Linked DNA regions of Athene noctua: region 1 is linked to region 2. The links are chromatin contacts, called in public Hi-C maps. All regions are on one chromosome and are shown on one strand. Each heading gives the region's core, a stretch centred on a gene start, on an enhancer-like site or on the middle of the called end of the contact. The rest is flanking DNA. Distances are from core to core; before and after follow the strand shown.

Region 1 (3,423 bases), core at 603-3,102, 170 kb after region 2:
ACTAGGATTTGGTGTTCTTGTAAAAAGAAATATATCTAGTAATGCCCTGTGGTTACATGGTGGCTATAATAAAGTGTGAGGAATAACATCTAAGACAATGCAACACACTTTGCAATGTTCATGATCAACTGAATTAAGAAAAGGAGCCTGACACCCAGCAGAACTCCATATCTCAGCATTAGCTTCTGTACAGATTTTCCTTAAGGACTGGCTTTGCAAGGTACAACAGTGTGTTTGACCAGAAAGCCCCACATTCAGAAGATGGGCAATTTTGAAAATAAGCATTGGGATCTGTGCCAGAAGCAGCCTCCAGCCTCTCCACCCTGGGGCAGGAGAGCTGTTCTCCCTCCCTGCAGGGCAGAGGCTGTCTGCTTTCTTGCAAATTCCTGTGAACTATGGGTGATGCGTTGAAATTGCCTTTTTTGCTCTGGATCGAGTAAAGCTTTCTCTATATTGAGTCAAGTCCAGAAAGGCCAACAGTAACTTTTGCTAGTAAACGAATATTAGCAAAGATAAATGTCAAAAATGAAGGGGCAAACCCTTGCAGTGAAAGGTCAAAGTCTTTGCTAGGATTCATGACACTCGTGGGCCAGTAACATGCATTTCAAAAGTGTCTGTAATAGATTGTCTTCCTTTGTGCAAATGTATTTTCCATTTACCCTCAAACCTGAGCCAAGCTTGAGGCCCAGAGAGAGAGACTGCCCCTTCTACTTCAGCCCAAGCCCCAGGGGCGCTTAATAAACAGTCTAGTCAGGGGATTGTGAAGTCTGCAAGGGCGCCTGTTTGGTATTGCCTCAGAAGAGAACTTTGAAAGGTCTGGTGTAGTGATGAGTCTTGATCAAGGAGTTAGCATTTCAGTGAGCCAGCAATTCATATATATTAAAACAAAATACATATTTCCCTTCCATCCATAATTTTCAGAAAATAAGAGTGGAGCTACCTTAATTTTTAATGCAAATTGAGGACTTGCATTTCCCATTACACTTAACAGGTTCTTCACTCTTCCTGATAACATTTTTAAAAACAAAACCTTCAAATACCTTGCCTAAGCAGCATTAATCATGTTAGATCTTAACCATCAATCATCAGTTGGCTTTTATGAACTATGAGGTAAACAAAAAAGAATGGGATGTTTTAAAACTGCTGTTACAGACCATCAGCTACAGGCATCTACTTCCCCATCTCCTGTTTGACTTCAAGGGAGTATTACTGCTGAACATCACAAGGTGGGATATGATTTGCTAACAGTACTCGTCCACATTTTCTATCAAGCATCTGTTAGTATTTAAATATCTCATTACAAAGTATCCAAAACTTCACCCTGGTCAGATCCCAGACATATTTCATACACATGGATTAACTGAAGAAAATAATTAAGAGGGCAAACCCCCAAATACTAGCAAGTATAATGATGTATAAAATGCCCAAATTTGCTTATCTCATTTCAGACTCTACTCATATACCAGCCTGCATCTGGAATCCTGATTTTTTTTTTTTTTTTATTTCTGTGTTTTCAGAAGGTATATGAAGAAAGTCATTACATAATCCAGTGGATTTTATAGCAAATTAAAACAATGCTGAAGAGATTAAATGGTGGAAGCTATTTTTAGACAAACTGATTGTAACAGAATCACTAAGAACATAAGCTGCAAATGTCTCCTAAGGTAAAGAGCAAGATGATGGAAAAGCCGGTAAAACGAAAGGCCTCCGACTACAGAGAAATAGCAGATCCAAATTGCATTAAATCATATGGTTCTGCCCAACGCTCCCCCTAGTGGTTTGCCCACAGAGATGAGCATGAAGTCCCATACAGCAAAACCCTCCAGCCTAATGACAAAACGTCCCGTTAATAGGATTAAGTACTTTCTCATCAGATAATTAGAACATGGCAAAATCCGTGACAGTCCCAGCAATTAGATCAGAACACAACCCGACCCCTTCCTGACGCGGGGAGCAATTTTGCAGAGGAGGTATTTCGGTATTAATGGTAAGTATGTTGGGGTTTTTTTACTTTTCTTTGGTAATGGGTTTGTATTTCTTTGCAAAGTTAATTGGTCTTTCACTATAAATGTAAAGGTACAATATGCAAGTAATTATATAAGTAAATCCAGGGTATAAATAAATTAAAATAAATTTACATACGCACTTGCAGCTGATAACTGCATCTCCAAGAGGGCTATAATGGCTAACATGAAGGTACTTAAATACTGTGTTCACTTAATCAGATGAGAACTATAAAGTGTAGTTGCATGGATTCTAGAAAATAAACCCTTCTCCTCTAACTGCTTTTGCAGGGGGAATAAAGCAAATGGCATTTCTTTCCCTTATTTTGTAGGAATTTCTTTCAGTTCCTGATGTGTTTGTTTACAAAACTGATCCAACTGCCAATTTCTTGGCACACCTATTATTGCATCTGCTATATTATGTGTTATACTGAAGGACAATGAAATAAATTGTATGTTTGGAGACAAGAAAGGGAACAACACTCCAGAAATATCCCTTTCTAAATTTGGAAATAATGTTTAGCATAGATGCATTTACAATATGAACTAAGAACATAGCGTGAAATCAATAAATAGTGTGTTTCACATGGCAGAAAAGGGATAGACAACCACACAAGCTTTTCATTTTAAATATATATGTCCTGATTCTCTTACACCACTGTGCAAACTCAGTGGAATTCATCTAGTTAGTCTGAATAGATAATTACAAATGAGGTCAAGCTTCTTACTCATGTGTTTTCACTAACAGTAGCATTTAGATGCATATTATAGATCTCAAAAAACATAGTTAAAGTCAAAATTAATGGAAACTTGTATAATACTTAGTAAACATTACACCTAGGCATTTGAGCATCATGAAGATACTTATATTTAACTGCACTGACCTGCTTCTTTAACAGAAAGAACATGAAGTCCTCTTGGTTATTTATAATATACGTGCTATGGCTGAATGGTCACCAGTGTGCACCAACAAGGCAGGAAGAAATTAATTCCTGGGAGAACCTGAAGCGTATGTATGCTTTTCTTATTAGGGGTGTGCTGGAAGCCCCTGGCCCCAGGTCTCCAGTGTCCTGGTGCATTTTGACTTCCACATTCACTGGCGTCAAGAAGATCTGCATTCATGTGTGGAGCTTAGAAACCGTTATATAGCTGACTACATGCATCCACACACACAATGGGGAAATAAGAACAACCAGGATGAGAAAGTAAAGTGATTAAGAGATAGACATGCTCTTACAAAAAAGTATTTATAGCATTTTTATAGGTTATTTTGTCCCTCATAGATCATTAGACCATAAACTGAACACAAAATTCAATTCCACAAATTCTGAATTATTTTGTTTATTTAAATAATATTTGAAAATGTTTATTCTACAGTTATATACTTTGCTGGAAAAGGTGGTTATTACAAATGAGATAA
Region 2 (3,230 bases), core at 464-2,963:
AAGACTTTACTGAATGTGCAAGATGTCTTGACTGCTTCCAGCCGTTAAAGACTCTGTAATGCCTACTGCATAGACAGTCATTTACACCTGAAAATTAACATCCTACATTCAGCATTAATTCAAGTAACACCAACAAAAAGATTATTCGATTCCTTTCATCATTCTTCTCAGTCAACAGGCAGCTTTGTTATATGCTAGTACCAGATAACCCACTCCACCCCACTCTTATAACTGTAGAATAATGCATATTTATGAACTAGAATTTTTAAGATGTGGCAGATTTTCATAAGCATTACATGCTGGAAAAGGCTAAACCAACACCTTTCACTACAGTGTGCTATCTGTAAAATACTGCCATGCTGTCCTACCTACCAATCTATCATCTATATTTGATCTTAATCAGGTAACTTCTACACAATTCATGCTTTTAATAAACAGTATTATACTAAAGTAAGTTGCTGTTAAATTAATATATTAACTTAAAAATAGAAATTTGAGTTTTAGTAAGAGATAAACTGTAGCAGTTTAAAGTACTTACTATTTCTTCTTCTACAATAACTCTAAATGCTTGATCCAAGGTACACTTCTTTTCATTTTCACTGCAAATGCAAACATTCCACATCAGTTAATAACGAATACTAAGGACAAGATTACTAAAAATTATCTGAATAGGCACCTTTTAAAACCAAGCAACATTTACCTACCTCCCAGGAATCTGGTTAAATGCGTTCAACAATGGCTTGATACTTTTGTTATTCAGAGCCTCTCTGGTGGATGTCTACCAAAATGTAAAGAAAGAGAAGTCAGAAAACCAGTACAAAACCAGAAGGATCTCCTCCTTCCTCTGACAGCAGTAGTATTTTTAAGCGAAACACGGAGGAATACACTGTTGTGACCAATGCTGTATCTACAACAGTCTCAAGTCACCCCCCCACAACTGCCCCCGCCTCACAGGCAGGTTAAAGTGATTTGGAACATGACACCCGATAAGAAGATGGTGGGAAAGATTACTACATCCTGTAACAAAATCCACCTAATGGAGCAAGTTTCTGTGCCTCGACTCCTTCTGTGCAAATCCCATCCTCCTGCCCAACAAACGAGGCTGCAAGAGGCCGGGATCCAGAGGCCTGGGTGCGCATCCAACCCCACCTGCCACCTGCCCTAGCAACGGAAAAGCGAGAGGCGCAAAAGAGACAAGCGCGTTGCTACGGTCGTTTTGTTGCGGCGGTTACACCGTATTTTTTATTTTACGTTAATTTTAGTTAACTGAACAGCAGAGCCTCCCCTTGGCGAGCTAGACCGAGCCTGTACGAAGCCCCGTCGCCCAACTTCACGTGGCCTGCCCTGAACGCCCGCTAAAGGAGAGGCCGAGCCCCTCCGGAGGGGGAGCCCTGGCCGGGCCTGCGGAAGGGCAGGGGGCGGGCGGCGCCCGCTGAGGCAGAGCCCTACCCCGGCGCGCAGGCGCAGCCTGCCTCCCGCCCCGTCCCCCTCCGCGCGGTAGCGAGGGAGAGGAGCCTCCAAGCCGGCCCGCCCGCGCTCGTGCCCGGCCTCACCGTGAAGCGGAGCCGCGCCTCGGGCAGGCTGAAGAGCGGCGGCGACATTGCTCCAACGGAACGACGCTCCGCAGCGCGCGCCGATGACGCCATGCTCCCACAACGGCTCTGCCCCCAACGGCTCTGACAACGTCCCGAGAGGCCACGCCTCCTCCCCGATAGGCCACGCCTCTTCCCCGCTAGGCCACGCCTCCTCCGCTAGGCCACGCCTCCTCCACCCCGCCCCCCGCCGGAGCCTCGCTCTCTCCTCCCGCCGGAGCGCGCGCGGGGGCGCATGCGCGCGGGGCGGCCTCCGTGGATGGAGGCGGGAGAGGGGGAGGCAGCGTCAGGCCGCGGCGTTTGGTTGTGGGCTGCTGTCGTAGTGAAAACGGCTTTAAAAGGTTTACGTGTGGCGGAGTGACGGATGCGGAGGGGGTTCTTCTAGCCACCGTGTTGTCCGAAAAGTGGGTTCGTCGCCCGATGTGCACTAGGTCAATAATCACACAGCCAGGAGAGACGCTGCTTATTTATTTTAGGGTTGTGCAAGCCCAGGTGCTCGGTGGCTTCCCACGAATCAGACACACCAGAGGGACTTGTCGTGCTGTATTCATACACAAAACTTGAAGAAATTAGTAATTCTCCAAGTCCATCCTCTCTGTGATGATTGCTTAGTAATTTACATGCAATTATAATACTGCTGACACAATAGTCCTACTACGATGCATGCTCAGGGGCAGGGTCTTCACCTGGGCAAGGGTCTTCTGGACCTATAGACATAATTATTAGTATTACAATGAGAGTAGTTCAGCTAAGGATGCATGGACCTTGCTTGCCAAGTTGGCAATGTACCCTTTTCAAGATCTAATTGCTCCAGGATGTCCTTGCTCAAAGAAGGCAATTTACTTCTTCTTCTGATTAGGGATGCCTTTGACTTTCTTTCTTGATCTCAGCATAATATTGCTACATTGTTCTAAAAGTTCAACCTTCAACAACTGCAAAGCCACGATCTACCACCATCTTCAAAGTATCACTGAAGGAAGAATAATAAGGAATTTTCATATCGTCAGTAAAATCACCTCAGCGCCAGCAGTTCACAGGTTGAACAATATCCTACAGATACCTCCTCCCGAGTCTCTTTTAATGGAAGCTTAATCATTGCTTCACTGGCAAATGTCCTGCAAAAATAAACAAATGTTTATTGTGGAATTCATATTTTTTCTGGCCCAGCTCCTTTAAAGACCACTTCTTCTAGCTAGCCTAAATAATGGTGGTTCCCAAACTTGGCTCTTTGACGGTTCATTTCCAGGCTTGGGATGCCTTGTCTTCCATTCTCATGTCCAAGCTTGCAGCTATGATTTGGGAACCCTTGCTGTGTGGTGTTCAGCCATAAACCAAATATATTCTTCATCAGCCTTCTCCTAGGACTCTCAAGGGCACCACGAAACTGACTGGAGATACTGTTTTCTCCCACCACTTCTGCTTTACTTTTTGCTGTCAAAGCAAAGGGATTTGACCTTCTTTTCCTGCTGGAAGAAAACGTCCCAAACCAAACACAACCCCCCCCACACACCTTTTTTCTTACCAGTGTTGAAATTTCTTAAGCAATCACCATCACTAAAAAGCCAGCTATGGCTGGCTGATCCTGCCCAGCCCATTCTGGTGATAAATGGCTCTCAAGGTGTGTGACTAGCACTAAAC

Evidence for each region. A called contact is a pair of places that touch in the nucleus more often than the background predicts.
Region 1: a contact with region 2 is called in a Hi-C map of liver, with 6 times the contacts expected there. The contact joins the promoter of CLUL1 here to the promoter of THOC1 in region 2. A contact is called at or near these places in 2 of 2 Hi-C or Micro-C datasets (heart and liver).

Annotation. Positions count from the first base shown.
Region 1 is chr2:53,052,605-53,056,027 of bAthNoc1.hap1.1, forward strand. CLUL1 (clusterin like 1) reads left to right here and starts at 1,853. Exons shown (of 9, transcript XM_074899121.1): 1 at 1,853-1,987; 2 at 2,903-3,012. The coding sequence starts at 2,910.
Region 2 is chr2:52,879,123-52,882,352 of bAthNoc1.hap1.1, forward strand. It overlaps THOC1 (THO complex subunit 1), which reads right to left and starts at 1,714. Exons shown (of 22, transcript XM_074897755.1): 1 at 1,554-1,714; 2 at 705-778; 3 at 539-599. The coding sequence starts at 1,646.